Linked DNA regions of Mus musculus: all the other regions are linked to region 5. Evidence: chromatin contacts called from public ChIA-PET, HiChIP or PLAC-seq, Micro-C and promoter capture Hi-C data. All regions are on one chromosome and are shown on one strand. Each heading gives the region's core, a stretch centred on a gene start, on an enhancer-like site or on the middle of the called end of the contact. The rest is flanking DNA. Distances are from core to core; before and after follow the strand shown. Region 1 holds the start of Ankrd60 (ankyrin repeat domain 60). Region 2 overlaps Rab22a (RAB22A, member RAS oncogene family). Region 3 overlaps Cass4 (Cas scaffolding protein family member 4). Region 4 holds the start of Vapb (vesicle-associated membrane protein, associated protein B and C). Region 5 holds the start of Rbm38 (RNA binding motif protein 38). Region 6 holds the start of Rab22a (RAB22A, member RAS oncogene family). Region 7 holds the start of Fam210b (family with sequence similarity 210, member B).

The links. Promoter capture Hi-C pulls out the DNA fragments that hold promoters and counts their contacts. Hi-C and Micro-C count contacts between places; a contact is called where the count stands out from the background. ChIA-PET counts read pairs in DNA pulled down with a chosen protein or histone mark. HiChIP or PLAC-seq counts read pairs in DNA pulled down with a chosen protein or histone mark. Capture Hi-C pulls out chosen DNA fragments and counts their contacts.
Region 1: an H3K27ac HiChIP or PLAC-seq map of thymic regulatory T cells shows a contact between it and region 5, with 10 times the contacts expected there. The contact joins the promoter of Ankrd60 here to the promoter of Rbm38 in region 5. A contact is called at or near these places in 6 of 39 promoter capture datasets (the 3T3-L1 cell line, hippocampal neurons, liver and 1 more), 4 of 115 datasets of contacts at active chromatin or transcription factors (astrocytes, large pre-B cells, regulatory T cell precursor and 1 more) and 1 of 9 other capture datasets (adipose tissue).
Region 2: an RNA polymerase II ChIA-PET map of memory CD8 T cells shows a contact between it and region 5, with 15 read pairs. The contact joins the enhancer-like site here to the promoter of Rbm38 in region 5. A contact is called at or near these places in 5 of 484 Hi-C or Micro-C datasets (CD4 T cells, the G1E-ER4 cell line, double positive thymocytes and 2 more), 3 of 115 datasets of contacts at active chromatin or transcription factors (bone marrow-derived macrophages, large pre-B cells and memory CD8 T cells) and 2 of 9 other capture datasets (adipose tissue and liver).
Region 3: a contact with region 5 is called in a promoter capture Hi-C map of pre-B cells. The contact joins the enhancer-like site here to the promoter of Rbm38 in region 5. A contact is called at or near these places in 6 of 39 promoter capture datasets (the C10 cell line, the HPC-7 cell line, cranial neural crest and 1 more), 2 of 115 datasets of contacts at active chromatin or transcription factors (craniofacial prominence and embryonic stem cells) and 1 of 9 other capture datasets (liver).
Region 4: an RNA polymerase II ChIA-PET map of memory CD8 T cells shows a contact between it and region 5, with 32 read pairs. The contact joins the promoter of Vapb here to the promoter of Rbm38 in region 5. A contact is called at or near these places in 1 of 39 promoter capture datasets (pre-B cells), 1 of 115 datasets of contacts at active chromatin or transcription factors (memory CD8 T cells) and 3 of 9 other capture datasets (adipose tissue, liver and macrophages).
Region 6: a contact with region 5 is called in a promoter capture Hi-C map of liver, with 4 times the contacts expected there. The contact joins the promoter of Rab22a here to the promoter of Rbm38 in region 5. A contact is called at or near these places in 4 of 39 promoter capture datasets (the C10 cell line, erythroid cells, liver and 1 more), 5 of 484 Hi-C or Micro-C datasets (the G1E-ER4 cell line, double positive thymocytes, embryonic stem cells and 2 more), 3 of 115 datasets of contacts at active chromatin or transcription factors (bone marrow-derived macrophages, effector CD8 T cells and memory CD8 T cells) and 2 of 9 other capture datasets (adipose tissue and liver).
Region 7: a contact with region 5 is called in a Micro-C map of the G1E-ER4 cell line. The contact joins the promoter of Fam210b here to the promoter of Rbm38 in region 5. A contact is called at or near these places in 1 of 39 promoter capture datasets (the 3T3-L1 cell line), 3 of 484 Hi-C or Micro-C datasets (all in the G1E-ER4 cell line), 3 of 115 datasets of contacts at active chromatin or transcription factors (cardiomyocytes, fetal liver and memory CD8 T cells) and 3 of 9 other capture datasets (adipose tissue, embryonic stem cells and liver).

The regions. Positions count from the first base shown.
Region 1 is chr2:173,576,923-173,579,671 of GRCm38.p6, reverse strand. It overlaps Ankrd60 (ankyrin repeat domain 60), which reads left to right and starts at 1,399. Exons shown (of 4, transcript NM_027303.2): 1 at 1,399-1,682. The coding sequence starts at 1,598. It also overlaps the pseudogene Ppp4r1l-ps.
Region 2 is chr2:173,678,041-173,680,819 of GRCm38.p6, reverse strand. All of the region lies in intron 2 of Rab22a (RAB22A, member RAS oncogene family), which reads right to left. Among named protein-coding and RNA genes, the nearest start is that of Rab22a, 20 kb to the right of the region's middle. Within about 2 kb of position 1,444, at least 61 of the 459 cell types and tissues checked have an H3K27ac peak or open chromatin away from gene starts, as enhancers often do. A contact at or near this core is called in bone marrow-derived macrophages and memory CD8 T cells, where this site is marked.
Region 3 is chr2:172,411,129-172,414,189 of GRCm38.p6, reverse strand. All of the region lies in intron 1 of Cass4 (Cas scaffolding protein family member 4), which reads right to left. Among named protein-coding and RNA genes, the nearest start is that of Cass4, 19 kb to the right of the region's middle. Within about 2 kb of position 1,434, at least 79 of the 459 cell types and tissues checked have an H3K27ac peak or open chromatin away from gene starts, as enhancers often do. A contact at or near this core is called in craniofacial prominence and pre-B cells, where this site is marked.
Region 4 is chr2:173,736,125-173,739,004 of GRCm38.p6, reverse strand. Vapb (vesicle-associated membrane protein, associated protein B and C) reads right to left here and starts at 1,434. Exons shown (of 6, transcript NM_019806.5): 1 at 1,255-1,434. The coding sequence starts at 1,312.
Region 5 is chr2:173,020,641-173,023,340 of GRCm38.p6, reverse strand. Rbm38 (RNA binding motif protein 38) reads right to left here and starts at 1,439. Exons shown (of 4, transcript NM_019547.2): 1 at 1,071-1,439; 2 at 426-549; 3 at 1-14. The coding sequence starts at 1,301.
Region 6 is chr2:173,658,501-173,661,438 of GRCm38.p6, reverse strand. Rab22a (RAB22A, member RAS oncogene family) reads right to left here and starts at 1,594. Exons shown (of 7, transcript NM_024436.3): 1 at 1,298-1,594; 2 at 1-7. The coding sequence starts at 1,333. It also overlaps the pseudogene Ppp4r1l-ps.
Region 7 is chr2:172,344,084-172,347,134 of GRCm38.p6, reverse strand. It overlaps Fam210b (family with sequence similarity 210, member B), which reads right to left and starts at 1,558. Exons shown (of 3, transcript NM_025912.4): 1 at 1,288-1,558. The coding sequence starts at 1,473.

The DNA of each region.
Region 1 (2,749 bases), core at 150-2,649, 560 kb before region 5:
CTTTGTGTGTGCTGCGTGTCTACAGTAAGAACACGAGGCACGCTGCAGGGCCTCTGCAGCAAAACAAGCTTCTACTGCTCAGGTAATGGAAACTTATCAAGTCTGTTGGTCTAAAAGGAGGGAAAATTATTCTCAGCTAGAATCTTGGATCCTTTATAGAGCATAATTTTCTAGAAAGAAGAGCAAAAACACCAGGCAGTCATGACACACGCCTTTAATCAGAGCACTCGGGAAGCAGAGGCAGGCAGATCTCTGATTTTGAGGTCAACCTGGTCTACAGAGTGAGTTCCAGGGCACTCAGGGCTACACAGAGAAACCCTGTCTCAAAAAACAAAACAAAACAAAACAAAACAAAACAAAACAAAAAAATCCCACAAACAAAAGACAAATAATAAAGATAAAAATAACTATTTAGTGTTCTGAGGTAGAATCTAGGTACTGAAATGAAATTGTTCACTTATGACAAGACCAGCCTCCTATCAAGACTGTGGCTACAAGACAGCTGCTGGGGGGGGGGGGGGGAGTTCTGTTCCTGGGTGGAGCCTTGGGATCAATACTCAGTACTGCAGAAAAAGAAAAAAGAAAAAAAAAAAAAAGAAAGACTGTAAGACCCCAGCCTGTTCACTGTACACATTATAATTATCCATCATTTAGAATGAGCCTCTCTGATATAAAAGGATTAAACCACCGTCCCTTTATGTCACCTTGAACTGCATGTGCCTCTGCCCCCAAGTGAGTGGGTGGCCTGGACCACCATGCCTTAGACCAAATTTGTGTAACTGCTATACAAACTATTTTTCAAGCTTCTATTTTGTTCGTGGTAACAACAGAGTTTTTGAAGGGCGTTCTGGCTCCCTGCCCGTTCCATGGTGCTTCCTCTAGCCCCTAAAGGCCTTGCTTTGGGTCTGGTGGTATTTGAGGGCCTACACCCTCCCAACCCTGCGGTTTGAGCTTCCCCTGAAAAGGTTTAAGCCTAGCCTTCCCATCAGATGTGTTCCATACTTTTCTCCCTCCGAGGATGTCACAACGTCAGGGCACACGGGTTTGATGCCATTTCCACCCAAGCCTCTGCCTGTTCCAGCGTGGCCCAGGTTAGCTTGGATTGCTATGTTCCTAAAAGCACACGGCAGCAAGCCTGTCGACCACCTTAGAAACTGTGGACCCAGCGTTTCTCCCTAACCATGCAGACTGCCCTGAACAGACAAGAGGTTCCCCACAGGGCTAGCAGGCTGGCGAGGACCGCGGAGGAGGCTGGGGGGGGGGGGGGGGAGCAGTCTCCGGAAGCGCGGGCGCCCCTCTCCTGTCCCGGGGGCCCCAGGCGGGGGCGGCGATGACGCGCGGGATGACGCGGGCCATGCGGAGGGCGGCAGACGTGGCGGGGGCGGGCGCGCGTCCGCCGAAACGGCAGGGGGACGACCCCAAGGCGGGCGCGCGCCACACTCAGCCCTCCAGCAGGGCCCGCGCACAGGTTAGGGGGCACACAGGGGACCCGCTTGCCTCCACCGTGTCGCCAGACTTGACTCCTGACGTCTATGTCCTGCGGGTGAAGCTGGAGGAGACTGGGGAGCTGTTCCGCGTGGCCAACTGCCGCAACGACATGACAGTGCGGGAGCTCAAAGAAGAGCTGGACCTGATGGTCGGCATCCCCTTCAACCTGCAGCGGCTGCATTTCCTGGACCGAGGTGGCCCCTGCCCGACCCCTTCCCGCACCCCATGAGCTCCTCCCACTCAATGGCCCCCCCCCCCGGCCCACTCCTGCCCTGGGTCCCCATGACACTCGTAACTGCCAGAGAATCCAAGGTGACCAAGTCAAACCCAACCACTCGAGCCCCATCTAGAACGGCCCCTTGGAGCGCTGGCCACTCAAGGGCTCCTAACTCCAAGCACATGGGTGGGTGTCTTATTAACCCCAAATATATAGGTGAACCTCATTCACAAGCATTGTGTCTGTCGCAGGCTGTGGTCTGCCAACCTTGAGCAAGTCCAGGCTGCTCAGAACCTCAACTCTCAAAACCACAAGACCTTCTGGGCAGCCTCTTGTCTTCCTTAGGGAGCCCAGGCCCCCAAGACAACCATGTCTACCTAAGACTTCACTCTTGAAACAAAACTAGGTCTTAGTAGACCCTACCACTACCAAATCGAGGACAGGCCTTTCCCCCCATGAGAACCTGGATCCAAACCAAACCCTAAGTGGTGGATACCAAATTCTCTAGTTAGCCTGTCTATGCGAGCATTTCAGAAGCTGGGACAAACCTTGTTGGCCTCAGGTCCCCAAAGGCAGAGGACATCTGCCTAAGATTGAACCCCAAATCTCCAAGCTGAAAATAACTAGCTCAGAGCCCCAACCCTAAAACTCAAACCAACCGTGTCCATACATGTCTGCACAAACACAGAAGAAGCCATCTGGACCTGGGACCCTCAAGACCCAGGACAAAGTCGACCAAGACTGAACTTGGTTTCTAGGCTAATGACCACTGCCTCGGGAACCCATGTCCTCCATCCCCACTGGCTATCCAGAGATACTAAACAAAATCCTACCCACCTTAGGAAACCCCAAATCCAGGCCAAGCATGACCAGATCTATTTTAGGTGACCCCAAGATTCCATCAACTGTGTCTACATAGAGATGCTAGAACTCAGATCAAACTTTCCCCTCCTGGAACCCCAAACCCAGAATAAAGCTGAGTGCCCAGATCTCATTCCCACACCAACCGCTACCAACACCGCCCCCCAACTCATACCAACTGTA
Region 2 (2,779 bases), core at 195-2,694, 660 kb before region 5:
TTCTCTGGGGGTGTAGTCAGACGTGGGGTAAGGGGAGGCCTCAGCAGGCCCATGCTAAGGCATCCATTCCCCCTGAGGAACCAGTCACACGCCAGTATAGTATAGAATAAGAGTTTATTCAGGGCATTGGGAGGGGAGTTAAGAGGGTAGTAGAGTCAGAGAAAGGCAGAGAGCATGTGGAGAGAGAAGGGGGAAGGGGGGGGGGGGGAGGAAGGGAGCAAGAGCCCAAAAGAGCAAGAAAGGAACAAGAGATGGGGGAAGAGACACAGCAAGCAGTCCCCTTTATAGTGTGGGTCAGGCCTACCTGGCTGTTGCCAGGTAACTATGGGGGTGGAGTTTAGACAGAATGCTAACAGTCTAGGGAGCTCTCTGTAGGACAGAACCCTGGAAGTACAGTTGCTGGGCAAGACTGAAGGAGACAATCGCTGCACACAGGGTGAGAAGCAAACCTTCAAGGGAGTTTCCCAGCTTGGCTGATTAATTTTGATGCCATGTGCCATGAGATGAGTCAACTGACCTTCCTTTACCTCAACCATCTTGTGAAAGTGAGGAATAACTTCCCAGGTGTTTCCCAGAGGTTCATGTATTTAAAGCTTTGGCACCAGTATGACCTCACTGGGATGTGCACTGAACCTTTTGACAGGTAAAAAGGGGTTGAGGGTCCCTCACTTTTCATTTACTGTTTAGCCATGAGGTCCCGGAGCCTACCCTGCTGCACTCTCTCAGGATGCTGTGCTGCACAGGACAGAAGCAACACACAAGAGGGTCAACTGAGCATCCAGTGCAGCCTCCAAAACGATAAGCTAAAAGAACCACCCTTGCCTTTTGTAAATTAATTATCTCAGCAATTTTGTTATAGAGACAGAAAAAAAATGCCATTTTCTGTCCCTATAAAGATGGAGCTTTACAAAAACTGTAATCTATTGAGGTATAGTCTTGGTTAGCCTTGGGTATAAACTTGACACAGCACAGAAAAGTCTAAGTGAGAGTGAGGTCTTGAGTGAATATATATATATATATAATATACATATATATATTATATATATATAAGCCATCCCATCATCCTTAGGCAGTTAGAGCTGGGGTGTGAGAACACTGCAGAGGGGCTGAAAACATGCTCAGCTGTTGACAACCATCTCTCTTTTTTTTTTTTCTTTATTTACATTTCTTTCTTTTTTTTTTCCTTTTCCATCTCTTGTTCTTTCACAGCACCCTAGCTCAGTTCCTAATATTCCCAACAAGTGTAACTTTAGCTCCAGGGGCTGGGATACCTTTTTCTGGTCTCCATAGGCATACCCCACAGAAAGATACATGCACACACACACACGCACTAAAAATAAACAATCTTAAAAAAAATGAAAACAAAACTGAAACTCTGAGCATGAGCCTGTGAACAAGGCAGAGAGAGGGTGAGGCAGTCAGTAACGCTCCCCTCCCCCATGGCTCCTGTCCCTCAGTGATGAGCTGTCATCCGATGTAGCTGAAACTCTTTCTTCCCCAAGTTGTTTTCAGTCAGAGTGGTTTATCACAGCAGTAAATGAAATGAGAACAGGTGGAGTTGATGTACAATAAAATGTAGTATAATATTTTCAGGCCAATGAATTTTAAAACTTCATAGTCTCATGTAACTATCACCCAAAATAATATAGTCACAACATTTTCCAGTCCTAGAAATCTTCCTCATGTACATTTCCAGTTCATTTTTGCCACTAAACTGATGATGGAGTGAGTGTGATCCTGAGGAACTGAGTGTGAATACATAGCACCTTGTAGAAAACTGTGTGGTAGGCCATGTCTGTAACCCAGCAACCCAGCACTGAGGAGAGGACTAAGCGCACTGGCCAGCCAGTCTACCAAGACTGCTGAGCTTCACGGTCCAAGGGAGACTTTGTTTCAGAAGATAAGGTGGAAAGACATTGAAGAAAACTTGGATGTTGACCCCTGGTTTTCACATGCTGAAGCACACATATGCATGTTTCTGGTGCTACTCTTATGACCAGGCTTAGCAATGCTTGTATGTGTGCTATATACTGAGTAATGATATCCTCCTTTTAGACCTCAATCATGTGATAACCCTTCAGTCTCCAAGCCTGGACTTTGTCCCCATTAGAGCTGTTAGACTGGATTTTCACACTTGGAGAACAGGGTCTTCATCCCTATTCAACAGGAAGATTCAGAAAATGTAGGATTAAGGGACTGCAAAGTGGGTGTGGTGGTTCACACATATAATTCTAGTAGCTGGGAAGCTGGGGCAGGGGGAATCACTGCATGTCTGAGGCAAGCCTGGACTACATAGTGAGTAGTAAGTCAACCTGGGTTATAGAGTTTGACCATGTCTAAAAAATAAGAACAAACCTTCAAAGGGATGATCTAAGTCTCAAAAAGAAAAATTGAGTCTGAGCAGAAAGATGGGAAGAAGTTAAGAGGAGCCCCTCACATCTGCTGCTGGAAGAGCTCTTTAGCAAGATTATAAACTGTGTTTACAGTCAAAATAGGTTTTGGATTGTGACCTAAGCATAACAAAGCTCCCTTTGACTATGTTTTTATCTAAAGGCCTGGGAACCTGTGCCATACATTCTGTAAACCACTTTCAAGTCTTGCAGCCAATAGCAGGAATAAGTGAACATTTCTACCCCATCTTTTACATCTTTGAATAGTGTAAGTAGATGTGACTTCAAAAGCTACCAAATTCACATAAAGAGCAACTAAGACATGGAGTTGCTGCTCTGCAGAGAGGCTGGTGGCTGTTCTGCGGTGTGCAGTACCATCCTCCTTTTAC
Region 3 (3,061 bases), core at 185-2,684, 610 kb after region 5:
CCCCATGGTGAACCACAAACACAGGGACTTTCCTATTGAGAACTGGCACTCCTGCAGCTCCGACTACCCTTTCCATATGTTAACACATCTTCCTCCAGATGGTCAGCAAACATTTACCTAATGCTGCTGTCACGTGGCACTGACCCTGCCCCCTCCCCGCCCCCAACCATCCTTCAGTGCCTAGGCACTCTTGGGGTCCAGAAGCTTCCAGGCCCTCTGTGGTTTTCTATCTCCCATACTTCCCCACCAGCCTTCCATGGTCTCTCTGGCTGAGGATTTCGGTCCTGCCCACGCTCTCCCCTCCACCCCCAAACACACCAGCAGCTTTTCACCCATTGAAATTCCACGCTTCTAGACTCTTCATGAATGCCACTTCCTGAGAAAAAGTGTTCTTTGATGCCACCCTGCAAACCAAACTGGTTCTTCTAGCCTGTTTAGGATCTTCCCATGTCTGTCTCTAACTCACAGAGGACAACCATCCCTCTGACTGTCTCCCACGAGAGCAGGGTTCACACCCTCCTCCCTCTCAGCTGTGTCCCCCGGGGCCCACATTAGCCCTTGGTTGGTTTCATGATGGACAGGGCAGAGCCACACGCTGCTGGGGCTGTTGAGTCTCTAGGAGATAAAAAGTCAGAGCAGGAACACCTAGTTCTGTCTAGAGTGGGAGACAGGCAGTTTCCTGTGACACTGTGGTGGCCCTTTAAGCACAATGTAGAAGGAATGCTCACAGAGCTGGAACCAGATAAATGCTGGAATTGCCCTGGAATGTGGTGTCATTGTTTCACATGGAGGCCTGCAGAAACCAGCTGGGTTGATGTGCTAAAGGGCAGGGTTACAGACTCTTGTTGCGTGTTGACTAAAGGCTCAGACTTGGTAAAGCAACGGGATCCTTTCTAGAGGTTTTGTTTGGCTTTCAAACTTTGCTTCTCTGCCGTCTAGGCTGACCTTAAACTTCTGATCCTCCTGTCTCCACAGAGTTCAGGGACAGTGTGTGAGCCACTACACCTGGCAACTTGTTCTATTTCTGTAGGAGAGTCACAATTTTACCTTGTTGAAAGCTACTTATTAGTAATTCTATTTATTACTTAGGGGTCTGAGGCAGAAGGATTACTGTTAGTTTGAAGCCACCATGGGACACATTGTACGTCCTAGAAGTGGGCTCTGAGGTGAGAAATCCTGTCTCAAAAATAAGAGAGAGGGAGAGAGAGAGGGAGACAGAGAGAGAGGGAGATGGAGAGGGGGAGGGGAGGGGGAGGGAGACAGAGAGGGGGAGGGGGAGAGGGAGAAGGAGAGGGGGAGGGAAGAGAAAATTGCAACTTAACTATTTATTTTGGGAAAATGAAAAGCAAACGCTGGCTTTCACCCTTCACCACTCTTGTGAAATCTACTCAAAGTGCTTTTGAAGGGAGGCTTGCCACTGAAGCGTGCAGCATCTATCTGGTTCCCCGTGAGTGTCACACTGTCCCAGCAGCTGTGGCTTCTTCTGGGGAGGAGGGGCATTTCCAGAGAGCAATGGATCTTTAGGATCATCCAAGCCAGGAAACATCTGCCCCTCAGGGCACCCACAGCTGCGCTGGATCACCAGCAGCTGCCTCATTCCTGAGATACGGTTGGTTGGTTTCCTCCGACTGCCTGCCTGCCTGCCGCCTGGCCACGTCTTGAAAAGCAAAAGTAACCTCTAAGTGTGTCACAGAACGAGTCCCTTCTGTATAGTAGTTCTTTATAAATAGCACAGAGTGCCTTTGGAACATTAAACAGGCAATTATTATGATTCCCCAATTAATAAAACAACTAATTAAGTGTCTAATTAATAATTAACCAATTAATAGCCAAGTGATTAATCAAAGTATGAATTAATTAGATAATTAATTAATTAATTGAAGTACTGGGGATGGAACCTAGGGCTTCACGTCTGCTGGGTAGGCAACAAAAATTCCCCTAGTGTAGGTCACCAAGTTTTAATAAGAGAGACAATTCCGGTTTGTTACACAAGAAGAAGGAATCAGGCAAGGTGGCCCGGTTCCTGTAATGGATTCAAGCTTTAGGAGGTGGAAGCTGGGAGTTCAAGGTCATCCTGGCCTATAGAAAACCTGGTCTCAAAAGGTCAAACCAAACCAAACACTGCAACAGCAACAGCAACAGCAGAAGAGGAGCGAACCCCACGTGGTAATTCTCGGAACAGAGTGAATTATATGGGATGAGACTTGGTTTTTAAGTTGAGTGCTCAGACATTTTACATCACGAACTCCCAGAATATTTCAGATGTGGGCTGTCTTATCTTCATTTTACAGGTAAGAAAATAGAGGATCAGCGAGGTCTAATAACCTGTTCAAAGTCCCTCGGGCTCTTGGGGTTGCTCCCCATCTATCTTTGACTCACATATCCCTTCTTGGTCTCCAGCAAGAATAATATAAGACTTGTGTGTGTGTGTGTGTGTGTGTGTGTGTGTGTGTGTGTGTGTGTGTGTGTCACACACACATCTAAGTCTGTCTAAAAACTGGAATTGCTCACAACTGCATTAGGATACCAGCTAAGCCCCCCGGTGGCTTTGAGGCCCCACGGTCCACCCTCAGGCCTGCTGATCCTGCCCTCATTAATGGTCTTCCAGCCATATTGTTGATTGACATTTCCATAATGCTTCCAGCCCGGGGCTCATCCCTTGCCATTCCACGTACCCAGAACATTCTTTCACCAGATCTCTTCCTGACTAGCTTCCAGTTCAAGGGTCACCTCTTCCAAGGCCACCTCCCTCTATGCAGAGTTGGACTCCCATATAAAGGCCCTATGGGAGGACATAGCGAGGCGAGTCATAGCCAGTGTGTCACGTAGGGAGGGGAGCCAGCACAGCAGCCCCCCATGGTGACAGCAGGCAGTGAGTCATCACTGTGCACCCAGGCTCCTGGCACCACTGTGCTCAGGGCTTTGAAAATAACACATGGAAGCAGTTGACCGCCGCAGCTATGCAACCTGACAGCTGTCCAGCGGTCGTCAAGGATGGCTCGCAAACTATTTTTTAATAGCGTGTTAATTTGGAAACGTTGGCATGGATACTTTAGGGATG
Region 4 (2,880 bases), core at 185-2,684, 720 kb before region 5:
CACCACTGTAACCTGAAAAAGACTCAGCATTCGAAATTCCAAATAGTCACTACCAAACGGACACCACTTCCTTGTCGCTAACAAGTGGGATCCCGATAAGTGGGGGAACCTCTGGTGACGAGGGTCCACATTTAAGTCGATGCTTCTATTGAAATTTTTTTGTGTATGTGTCTGTGTGTTTGTTCACAAGTGTGCCAGGCTGCACCTGTTGGGGTCAGCGGACAATGTGCACAAGTCGGTTCTCTCCTTTGACCATGTGGGACTCAGGGATTGAACTAAAGTCCTCAGCCTTGACAGCAAGCTCTTTATCCGGTGAACCATCTCCACAGCCCTGTGTTAGGCTGCCTAAGGTTTTTGTTTTCAGGTTGACTGGACGGCCTCTGCTTCCTTGTAAGAGTCACACTGCACACTCTGAACCTGGAAGGCAAGGTGAACAGCCACAGATCTGAAGCATTTCCCAAGAGTCTGTGGGTACAGTGGCTAAGTATCTGAACGTCTGAAATCAGAACTCAAATGCGACAACTAGATAAGAGCTGTGATCCTACGTTACTTCCCAGCGGTGGAGAAACGGGTGACTCTCGGCCACCCAAAATCGTGTGTGCCAGCTGTGGGCTACACGTGGGCAATACACAGAGGATCATATCAGCCAACCTCAAGTACACCTTCATAGAGTCCAGTTTCTTCCTCTTCCTCCTAGTGCTTACCACTGTATTCTGCCATCTTGCTTACTGGTTGTTGAACTTTATAGGCCTCCTGTGCCCAATCTCATGACTCAAACATGCAACGAAGCAAGGAACAGGCTGGGCATGGACCCTGTTGCCTCGTGGCCCTTAAAATTAGTGAATGGAAACATTCATGTGTACATACACACACACTTGTGTGTGTGTATGTACATATATGTACGCACATGTATGTATACACACTATCTATAACATGCGTATACCATGCATATATATTTGTCTACGTGCACCTTTTTAATCACCTGGGCATGCACCTTTACACACAGATGTATACAGAAAGTGTACTACACAGAAAGTGTGCACGGGCTTCGTGGGCTGTAACCCCGGCAGCTCGCTGCCTCGGGGGAGCTGATGGAAGGGTACTCAGGCAAACCGTTTCCATGCACTGACTCCACATGCATGCATTAGACGCCTGGTGCATGCGGGCCTCAAGCGGACAGTGTCCTGCCCTCAGGGCGCGTCCCTTCCGGCACCGGCCGCTGAGTGACAGCTCCCGGGCCGGCCGGCCGCTTACCTCGGAACTTGAGCTCGTGTTGTGGCTCGAGGCTCAGGACCTGTTCCACCTTCGCCATGGTCCTCCCCGTCGGGGGCGACGGCGCGGGCGGGGGGCGGCGGCCTGGGTGGCGGGGCGCAGGGGCGGAGGGCGAGGCCGCGGTGCCGGGCGAGCTCACGGCACGCACGACGTACCCACGCACGCCCCGACGCACGCACGTACGCACGTACGTAGCAGATGCCGGGCTCCGGCAGTGGCCAGCGGCTCCAGCGACAAAAGGGAGACTGCGCATGCGCAGGGTGTTCAGGGCCACTGCGCAGGCACAGACCGGGCGGTAGAGGGCGGAGCTTCCGAGACAGGGGGCGTGGCCTCTCGAGGCTTGGGAGGAGGGGCGGTCTCCAGTGAGACTGTTCAGTAAGCGCCTGCGGGGAGAACTGTTGTTAAGTGCTTTACTTAATAATAATAATTAACAAGAATAAACTTCCACTTTCTTCCCGCACGTGTGGTGCCAGGCTCTACTGAGCCTGAATATAATAAAGTACTTATTATTCTTACAAACACAATGTTTACGGGTTAGTGATATGTGCCAGGCCTTGTGACAGTTCATAAATAACAATTATAAATATAATAAACTGGCAATTATTGTTTGCTTATTTCGTGCCACTCCGCTGAATGCTTTCAGTAACTGTCATAAATAAAAGCTATTCTGCATTCAGTGTTTACCAAACCGCAAAGCGCTGCACTGAACCATTTGCTGATAGCATTACTTGTTTATGCAAGAAATATTTAGAAATACAATAACCAGAAAACGACCTGCTTCACACCGTGCTAGGACCTCACTGAGAGAATAAATTAGTTACACACATAAATCACATGACTAAAAGTAACTGAGAGCCTAGCTCTGTCTGATACCCAAAATAAGCCCTGTATGTTCCCATTGGCACGTGACTAGTATTTCATTGTGTAACGTATACTATGTAAAATAGACCTTCATAGCCTCCTCATCAAACATTCGTGTGAAGAGTACACATGACTCTATATGGCAGGAATATCCATGTTGTTCATGTACTTCCCATGTTCTATACACCTGAAGTTATTTTCATAATAAAAGTTTCCAAGGGGTAGTCTTTGTCTTTTAGCTTGTGCATCTAATCCATTTATACTTATTGTATTTGTTGGTGTACCTGGGTTTATTTCTGCTGCTTTACGTTGGTTTTCCCATTAGATGTACTGTTTCTTTTGGCCTCTCATTTCTTGCTCTTCAGGATTGTTTTCCTCTCCATCTGTTCTTTCCTTGTGTTCTGCTACTACTGCTTCATGTGTACTGAATCTATGAAAGTCTAGCTTTTATGACATTTTGTTCTGCTTTCTTGAGATTTTAGGGCTTCAGTTCATCATAGTCACCCACTGCTCCATTATACGCCTTGTGCTTTTAAAGGAAACTCAGGTTTCCCTCAGTCTAGTTTTGTTTTGTTTTGTTTTGTTTTTGGTTTTGGTTTTTTGGTTTTTTGAGACAGGGTTTCTCTGTGTAGCCCTGACTGTCCTGGAACTCACTCTGTAGACCAGGCTGGCTTCGAACTCAGAAATCTGCCTGCCTCTGCCTCCCGAGTGCTGGGATTAAAGGCGTGCGCCCACTCTGCTCTGTGT
Region 5 (2,700 bases), core at 190-2,689:
ACCAACAGCAAAGCCTAAAACAAGAGAGCAGTTAGGAACAGCACACTGCATGGGTAAGGTCCCAGGGCCACACACAGGGAGGGCAAATAACACGCGCCACTCTCCTGGTCAAAGCACATTAAGTCCACAGGCTGTACCAGCTTTTCGGGATGATCCCCTGCCTGGTCGGCATCTGACTTCTTCCCTCCCCAAGAGTAGGAGACTTTGGAAAAAAAAAATCATTATCCCTGGGACCATAAACTGCCGAGAAAGAGGAGCAAGCTCCCAAGCCAGGGGTGGTTGCCCTGGGCTGCCTCTGCAGGCACATGATTGCTGGCTGCCACTCGGGGACAAAGGGGGAGCGGGGGCAGCGTTTTTCCATCAGACAGATACCAAAGCTGAATATAGAAACAAGGAGGGCTGGAAAGAAAACTCAAAGCTCTTACCCGTCTGTAAGCTCCTAGGCTTGGCACCCAGGTAGGCCAGGTTCACATTGGCCTTGCGACCATCGATGATAGGGTTAGGGTCTTTGCAAGCCCTATCAGCCGCTGCCCGATCTGCCATGGTCACCTGCAGGAACACAGAGGGTCAGGGGCTTTGGTGGCTGGCTGAGGAAAACAAGGCAGAGAAGGGAAGGGGGTTTTGCCCGGGCATCGGGCCATCTCTGGGTCTTTCCTCCCAGAAGAGTATCTGGTATTTAGGACCCTTGGGGCACTGTCTTCTCTGCCTCCAGGGCTGCAGCTCCTTCCCCAAAGTTCAAGTGCGGAGTGCCTTCAAGGACAGCGACAATCCCCTAGGAAGTGGAGTAAAGGGAACCTCAAGGGGAGTCCTCCCCACCCCCCCGCTGTCCAGGCCATCAGTAAGTACCGTTAACTTTCTCAGAGAATTAGTTTGGGGACACTAGAGTGGAAGGAAGTGGGAAACCGTCTTCAAGTCGCTGGCGCTAACAGCTTACGCTTCTTTGGGGCAGCTGGAAAGTGTGGGGGAAGGGCCGACGGCCCCGGGAAGCCCCGGAGTCCCGGCTGCGCGCGGCGGGTCTGGGAGGCGGTGGGGGAGGGGCGGCGGCAGGTGCGCGCGCCGCGGGCACTCACGAAGCCGTAGCCGCGGGACTTGCCGGTCTGGCGGTCGGTGATGACCACGGCCTCCTCGATGTCTCCGAAGCCCTCGAAGTACTTTCTGAGCGATGCGTCGGTGGTGTGGTAGGGCAGGCCGCCCACGAAGATCTTGGTGAACGTGGTGTCCTTCTGTGAGCCGTGCATGGCGCTGGGGGCGGCGGACGGCCGCGGAAACACACTCGGGGAGCACGCGGGCTGCAGCAGCATCGGGGCCGCCGCTACCGAGCCGGCCGGCGCATGCGGGGGTGTCCCAGGCCGAATCCGAGTTCCCCACGCTGTCCCGCGCCGCTTCTCCGTCCGCCGCGAAGCGTCTACTCCGCGCCCTGCGAGCTGCCGGCCGCCTTTGTAGCCGGCCACGCCCCGCGGTCACGCCCCTCTCGTTTAAGACACGCCTTTGGAAGCGGGGGCCGCCGGGAATTGTAGTTCTAAGTACGTCCCGCGTGCCAGGACGCGGGTCCGGCGAATGAGGTGACTTAGCCCCTAGGTGCTCGCCGGTATCAGCTTGTCTGTCTCGCGGGGCGCACGGTCCGGTATATTCCAAGCGTTGCTTGATTCAGTGGTTTACACCCGAGCGACTAGGGGTGCAAACGTACTTGTTAAAAGGTCCGAAAAAAAAAAAAAAAAAGGTCCGAAGGAGTGCCTCAGCTACTCATTCGCGAACCCTTGTGGTTTGATCTCCCCATCACAAAAACCTGGCTGGTGACACACACCTGTAAACCCAACACTCAAGAAAGAGAGTCAGTTCAAGGCCACCCTTGGCTATATACTAAGTTTGAGGCCAGCTGGACTAAATCATACCCTGTCTCCAAAAAATAAAAAATAAAAATAAAGGGCAAAGTGAATTTGCCATGTTTATAAAAATAATTCACACGCACACCATAATACATCACACGTACTTTGGCGGTCCTGTGGTGTCAGGGATTCTCTGCTGGGACTTCAACAATGGCATACCCCGGGACACTAGGTAGTCTGTGAAAATGAGGGCTAATCGATAGTGAATACACCTTTTACAGTCTTGTAGAAAGCTAAGAGCTTTCTACTTTCTACTTTCTACTGTGAGGAAGAACAAAGGCGGCTGGGCTCCCATGTCACTGACATGGGACCGCCTGTGGGGTCACCCTTAGCAGGAGAACAAGCAGAAGGCATGACATGGCCTGTGTAGAACGTGGGCCAAGGCTGGGACCATGATGCCAGTCTGCAGAACTCTTCCCCACCAGCGCAAATGCAAACGTGGGGCCCTTGTTAGAGACAGAAATTTCAAACAGCCGAGTGGAATACACCGGTGATCCTAATACTGAGGAGTTGGGAGGGTGGGAGGGTTCCGGGTCCATACCCTGCTACACAGAAAGTCAGAAGCTAGCCTGTATGATGGGAAACCATAAAATAGAAAGAAGAAAATGGGAATTTCAGCACAGAAGCAGGCACGATGCTTTAGCCTCCGGGCCAGGAAGCAGCCCTGATCCTGCGTCCCTCATGTCCCCATTCCTGGTTATCACACTGGGACCTGAAGACCTACAGCTTTTAGTGGGGCTAAAACTGGCCTGGCCCCACTGGTCAAGGCGGACAGTAAGGCAGGCAGCCTCTGGGCAGGTTCAGCCCCAGTCAG
Region 6 (2,938 bases), core at 345-2,844, 640 kb before region 5:
CCGTATCCTGAAAGAGAGTAAGATGGGGCACTGAGGAAAAACTAACCTATTTGTAGACACCCAAGACTACTTTGTAGCCTAAAGTGGAGGACTGCAGAAAAAGCATTTCCATCTGCAGATGGAGAGACACAACAGGCTTCTGTAATAAGTCAGTGAAGTAACTATATTACGGGGCCAGAGCGCATGCTTTTCATTCCAGTACCTGGGAGACAGAAGCAGGCAGATTTCTTAGCCTAAGAACTGAGCACAGTGCCAGTCATGGCCAACTAGTGAGAAACCATCTTGAAAGTACTGGGGAAGGATTCTGCAGTTCTTAAGTGACACTAGGACCTCCGGAAAGACCTACGACGGCCTAGTGCTACAGGACTGCGATCTTAGCAAATCTGGGAGGCAGAGGCAGGAGGGTTCCAAGTTCAAGGCCTGCTGAGGCTGAGATTTCAAGGCTATCCTGGGCAACTTCTGGAGATCCTGCTAAAAAAATAGAAGCAAGCAAACTGGGGACACACAACTCAGTGGCGGGACTTGCCTAGGATGTACAAGGTTTAGGTTTAGTCTCTAAGACTGAACTCCTGCTCCCTCCCAAAGTAAAAAGGCCTCTTCAATGCCTGTCCTGTGTGAAAGGTGACTGGACTCACTGGCCTTTTAACATATACCAGTAAAACTATGCGCTCCCAAGTTGCGGAGTAATCGGGATGAACCCTAGCCCCACCCTGCTAAGGGGCAAAAACCATGTAGTTATTGGAATTTTTTTTTTTTCAGTCATTAAAACAGAAACTCAGGAAGGAGATCATTAGAAGGCTCTGAAAAGGCCAAACTACTGTGAGAGGACCGGAAGCTGAACCTTCAAAGTCCTGGTAACTCCTCCCTGTTCTAGTGAAGAGTGAACTTTAATGGAAAGTAACTCTTGCAGAAGTGTCAAAGACGTCCCAAAAGTTCAAAACCATCCCACATTGCTGAAAGGAGGCCAAGTGTGCGCATAAAACCCAAAGCCCTGCTGGGGAGGGTTAACTTTCAGAAACTTGTCTAACTTTAAAGGTGTCCCTCGCAAAGTTGGAAGGAAACTACCTGTGGGCTACTTCACTGTGGGATGGAAAGAGGGCGTCGCTCCGGGGCGCCGGGGGCCACCCTGACACCTGGGGGCCTTGGGTGGGGCACAGCCTGCTGGTCCCGCCGCCCTAAGGGGTCTGTGGGGGGCTGCGTCCCGCGCTGAGCGTAAAGGGGTGCAAGGGGCCCTGGAGTGCCGGGGCCCGCCCGCCCGGCCTCCGCGACCCTCCGGACCCCGCCCGCTGCAACTTACCCCGAGCAGGCACACTTTAAGTTCCCTCAGCGCCATGGCCCGGGAACCAGGGGTGCGGGCCCGCCGCCGCCCTAAGTTGAGGAGGGAGAGGCCCGGCCCAGCACCAGCATCCCCCGGCGCCGCCGCCTCACCGCCAAGTCCCGGCCGAGCACTCCGGGCGGCCGTGCGTCCGCCGCCGCCCTCCGGTCCGGCCGACCCCGTCACTTGTCCGGCGGAGTCACCTCAACAGCCGGGACACCGCCTTGGCCTCCCGGGCGCTACCGCCGCCGCCATCTTGGGACGCCAGCTGGGTCACCTGACCTCCCCGCCCACTTCGGCAGCCACCTTCTCCGCGAGGGCGGGGCGGCCGGCTCGCAGCTCACAGGCGGGTGGGCGGAGCACCAATGGGCGGAGCCTCAGCGTCGCCCCACCCTCCAGCTCCGCCTCAGCCCCATCTTCTCTAAGGAGTGGGCGGGGCGGGATGGGGCGTAATCTTGAAGCTACCACGCCTCTAGCTCCACCTTCCACCCGTCCCAAGATGGCGGCGGGTGAGTGAGGCCAGGCTGGTGGGCGGAGCGCGAGGGATGGGCGTGGCCTCTGGGCTCGCCCCCGCCTCCAGCCCCGCCCTCTGGCACATCCTAAGATGGCGGGTGAGTGGGGTCTAGGCTCAGGGGTCTCCGACGGCTCCCCTTCCCCTCCCCGAGAGCCCCCCTCACCCCACCTCCGCACGAGCCCGGGACTCGCCGCCCGCGCAGCCCCGTGTAGCTCCTTGTGTGTCTTTTGATTTTTTTTCAGAGATCCCTCTGTACTTTGTGGACTTGCAGGATGACTTAGAGGACTGTAAGTAACAGTTGGGGCGCCCCGCCCCTCCTTGGGTCCCTCCCAGAGGACTGTGGGGTGCACTTAGACGGGACAGGAGCCTCAGGTCGAGCCTATCTCGAGCCCGCTTCTTCTCAGGTGCCCTTCCCTCCTGGGCTAGGACTTGGGTCTGTTGGAAACTTTGTCTTCCTGTCACTTTCTCCTCTGGCTGCGCTAGGAGCTGTGAGAGGGAAAGCCAATCCCAACCTGGGAGGAACCTCCTTGGGTTCCTAGTTAGGGCTTGGGAGTGACGCCCTACTTGTGGGCCTGGCCAGCTCCATGTCTTCATGGAGCCCACTGCTTTCCATGTTTTGAGTGGGTCTCTTCCACTTGACCCTTCTCAGCCTCCACTTCTTCTCTGGAATTATTTTAAGAGACAGTAGCTGAGAGAGATGCCACCTTCGAAGTGCAAGTTCCAATTTGTGGCTAATGGACAAACGAAGCTTTGGCTTGTCTATCCAATATAGTTTTTCAGCGCCTACCTCTACTTGCTCGGGCCATTTGTTGGGCTTATGAATTTACAAAGATGAACTAGATCTCCCTCACAAGCCAGAGGGGAGCAGGAAAAAAAAAAAAAAAAAACCCAGGGAGGCTTGCTGGTGGTTGAGGTCAAATCACCTCAGATGACACAAATCACCACAGTCAACTGGGGCTTCCTGAGTCCCAGCCCTAGGAGTTACTTCTGTCCCCTTCCCTTCCCTACCTGAAACTCCCTGACAGGAGTTGATGTTGACTGAGAATGTTTGGTAGACCATTGCAGTGTTGAGCACATTTGATCCCTGAGTGTGTGTGTGTGTGAGTGTG
Region 7 (3,051 bases), core at 309-2,808, 680 kb after region 5:
TCTGGAGGCCCTGGGCGGTGTGACACGGATGACAGAAATCACTGGTGTCAGCCATGATGTACCAGATGCCAGCTAGCATGCTGTCGCCTATCACATTCACCCTCTGGGAAATGACTTAGTAACATCTCATTTTACAGACATGGAAAAGGGATAGCGTTTGATCAAAGTGATTGACTTAGCAAGCAGAGACATGGATCCTATGAGCCTGAGACCAGACTTATCCTTGCTGTAAACACACCTGTCAAGGCAGAGTGTGTGTTTAAGGTTAGGGTTAGGGTTAGGGTTAGGCTACCAACAGGGCTGATGTGGCAGAACAAGGTGAGAGGTTGTACCAGATCGTGAAGGCAGCTAAGATCTGAGCGCTAGAGAAGAGACAGTATAGGGCGGGGGGGCACACTACTGGTAGTCAGGGAAGACTTTCTGGAGGAGAGGGAAGCTATGCGGTGCCCTGAAGCACGGTACGCTGTGAGTATCCTGACTTGTGCTCAGGAGCAGAGCTGAGGCCAGTGTCCTGTCTGTCAGGCAGGAGAGAGGGGAAGGAAGTCCTTCCATCATTGTGCTCGGCACTCAAGGAAAGCGACCAATCCCTAACTGAAAAGCCACGGGAGCAGACAGTACTCAGAACTGCCCGATTCATGGCAGTGATCTTTCTTTCAGACTCCCCCAGACCTCGACGCTTCCGATCTACTACTTCTGAACTCCTGCTTTTTTTTTTTTTTTTTTTTTTTTTTGAGACCTACTTGAGATATGCTGCTGTCTGAATGGAAGCTGGTTTTCACTCTGAGCACTCAGGGCAAGTAACCACAACAAAACGGGATGGACTGCCTGCTCTGAGCCTGCTCTTCCAGCTAGATAAAAGGGTGGCGCAAGGAGCACAGGGAAGCGGTAGATGTACCGGCGGCACCGGCGATGCCGCCTCCTGGGCCCAGTGCCCAGGCCTCAACTGAACTTCAAAAGGAACAAGTCCAGGGGCCGGACTGGAAGTTCATATAGAATTCAGGCCCCTTGCGATCGGCTCGGTAACGCCACTGTTCTGGCTTTCGAAACTGGGGCTCGGCGGGCGACTCCATGACCTTGGGCAGCGCACCATTCCACTCCTAGCCTCAGTTTCTCCGGCTGCTAACTGAAAGAGATTTTTCTCGGATTCTAGGAATCTGAGAACTCAGGGACCCCGGAGGTGACCCGTTTCGGTCAGGTGCAATGTAAAAATTGTCCATTGGGGCTGGCCCTGGCACGGCGCTCCGGCCACTTGGGGATCAGGGTCCGAGTGGCTGTGGGGAGTCTTACCTGGCGGCTGAGACAGTCCCCGCGGGCCGTGCGCAGCAGTCGGGCGTCCGGAACCGGATGGGACAAGGCTAAGGCCCAGAGCGGTGGAGCACAGGAGGTGGCGGTTCCCAGGAGCCAAGGGGCCAGGGGCCGCAGCCGGGTGCTCACTCTTCCTGCCGGGCCAAGCAGCGTCAACAGCCCGGCCATGGCGCGCCGCGAGCGCAGCTCCAGTGTGCCCACTCGGGAATCAGCTCCAACACAGCGCGGTGGGCGGGGCCGAGACCGGGGCCTCGAGCTCCACCCCCCGACAGGCCCCGCCCCAACACCTTTAGGGCCCGCCCCCGGAGCGGAGCTGAGCGTGGGATAGGCGGGGCTCTATAGCGGAGCGCAGGTTTTGGGCTCCACCCAACAGCTCCGCCCTCCGCAGAAGCAGCCTATCCATGAGTGGGTGGGGCATCTGGAGACGCTCGCTCTCTTTTGTTCCCGCCCCTCAGCCCCGCTTCCTTGGCTAAGTTCCGCCTCCTGAAGCGGAGTGGGCGGGGCTGGGGACCTGCCAAGTCTATCAGCCTAGTTCTCAGGACCTCAGGCCAGTTCTTTGTGGAATGCATTTTCTCAGAACTTTCCAGGATTTTGAGTTTCCGGACTGTGGAGCGCGGCTGGCGGCTGTTTCAAGCGAGGGCTAATGCATTCTTTGTTTTTCCTCTCAGCCGAATGGGTGAAACCTGGAAGACTGATGCTTACGTGAATGCTTTAAAGAAGAAAGGAACTATAGAGGTTAACTCTCACTTGAAGAAGCCCTCTAAATGAGCCTACTATATCGCGGCTGTGAACATGAAAGCAGCCACTGTGGAGAAAAGTTTTGTACTTTCACAGATAGTTAAAAGTACACAAACCAGGTTGGTCAGCAACTCCGCTCCCATAGTGTCTCAAGAGAAGCAAAGACTCACATTTCTGTCGGACTAAAATCTGACAAGAGGGCACTCTCTCTTACCTGGTGACTATGCACTGCCTGGGGACTTGGGCCCACAGGAAGGCGTTGCTGGCATTAGATGTGGCCCCTCTACCTTGGACCTCTAGGCCCATGAGCCAAAATTAACCCTTCTGTTCTTATAACTTAAAGAAATAATAGTAAACTGTTATCTTGACATGGTGGTGCAGATCTGTAACTCAAGCACCCAGGAGGCTGAGACAGAAGGATTAAGAGTTCAAGGCCAGCCTCGACCCCAGGAGAACCTGTCCTACACACATGCTCAGAAGACAGCAATACTCATAGCAGGGCAGTCCAGATATCTGTCAGCTGGAGAATGGAACTTCCATCTGTGGATCACTTGCTATCCAAGCTGAGTTCCACCCTGGGGCCCAGGCAAGGTGGGGGTGGGGGCTGGGAGGTGGGGGGAGAGAGCCACAGTCTCCACAAAGTGCTCCTCTGGCCTGTACACATGCTCCCTCCCATGCAATAATAATAAAAAAATTTTTTTAAAGTAAGGCGTGAACACCTTCATCCTAGGGACAAGTCTCAGGACTGCTTTGCCAAATGGAAAATTCCAGCCACAAACACAACATGCAGGAGGATTTCATCTTCAGAGAATGCAAAGTTCACAGGCAAAATTCTGGACCCCCCCCCCCAAAAAGGTCAGCGGCTATCTAGGATTGTGAGTGGGATTTGGGCGGGGATTCAAGGAGCAGGGGGCTGACAGGGCAGTGAGGGTCACCACAATAAGCAAAGCTCACTTTTATGCAGAGCAATCATACTTCAGTGAAACAATGCCAGCGGTCCCCAGGACA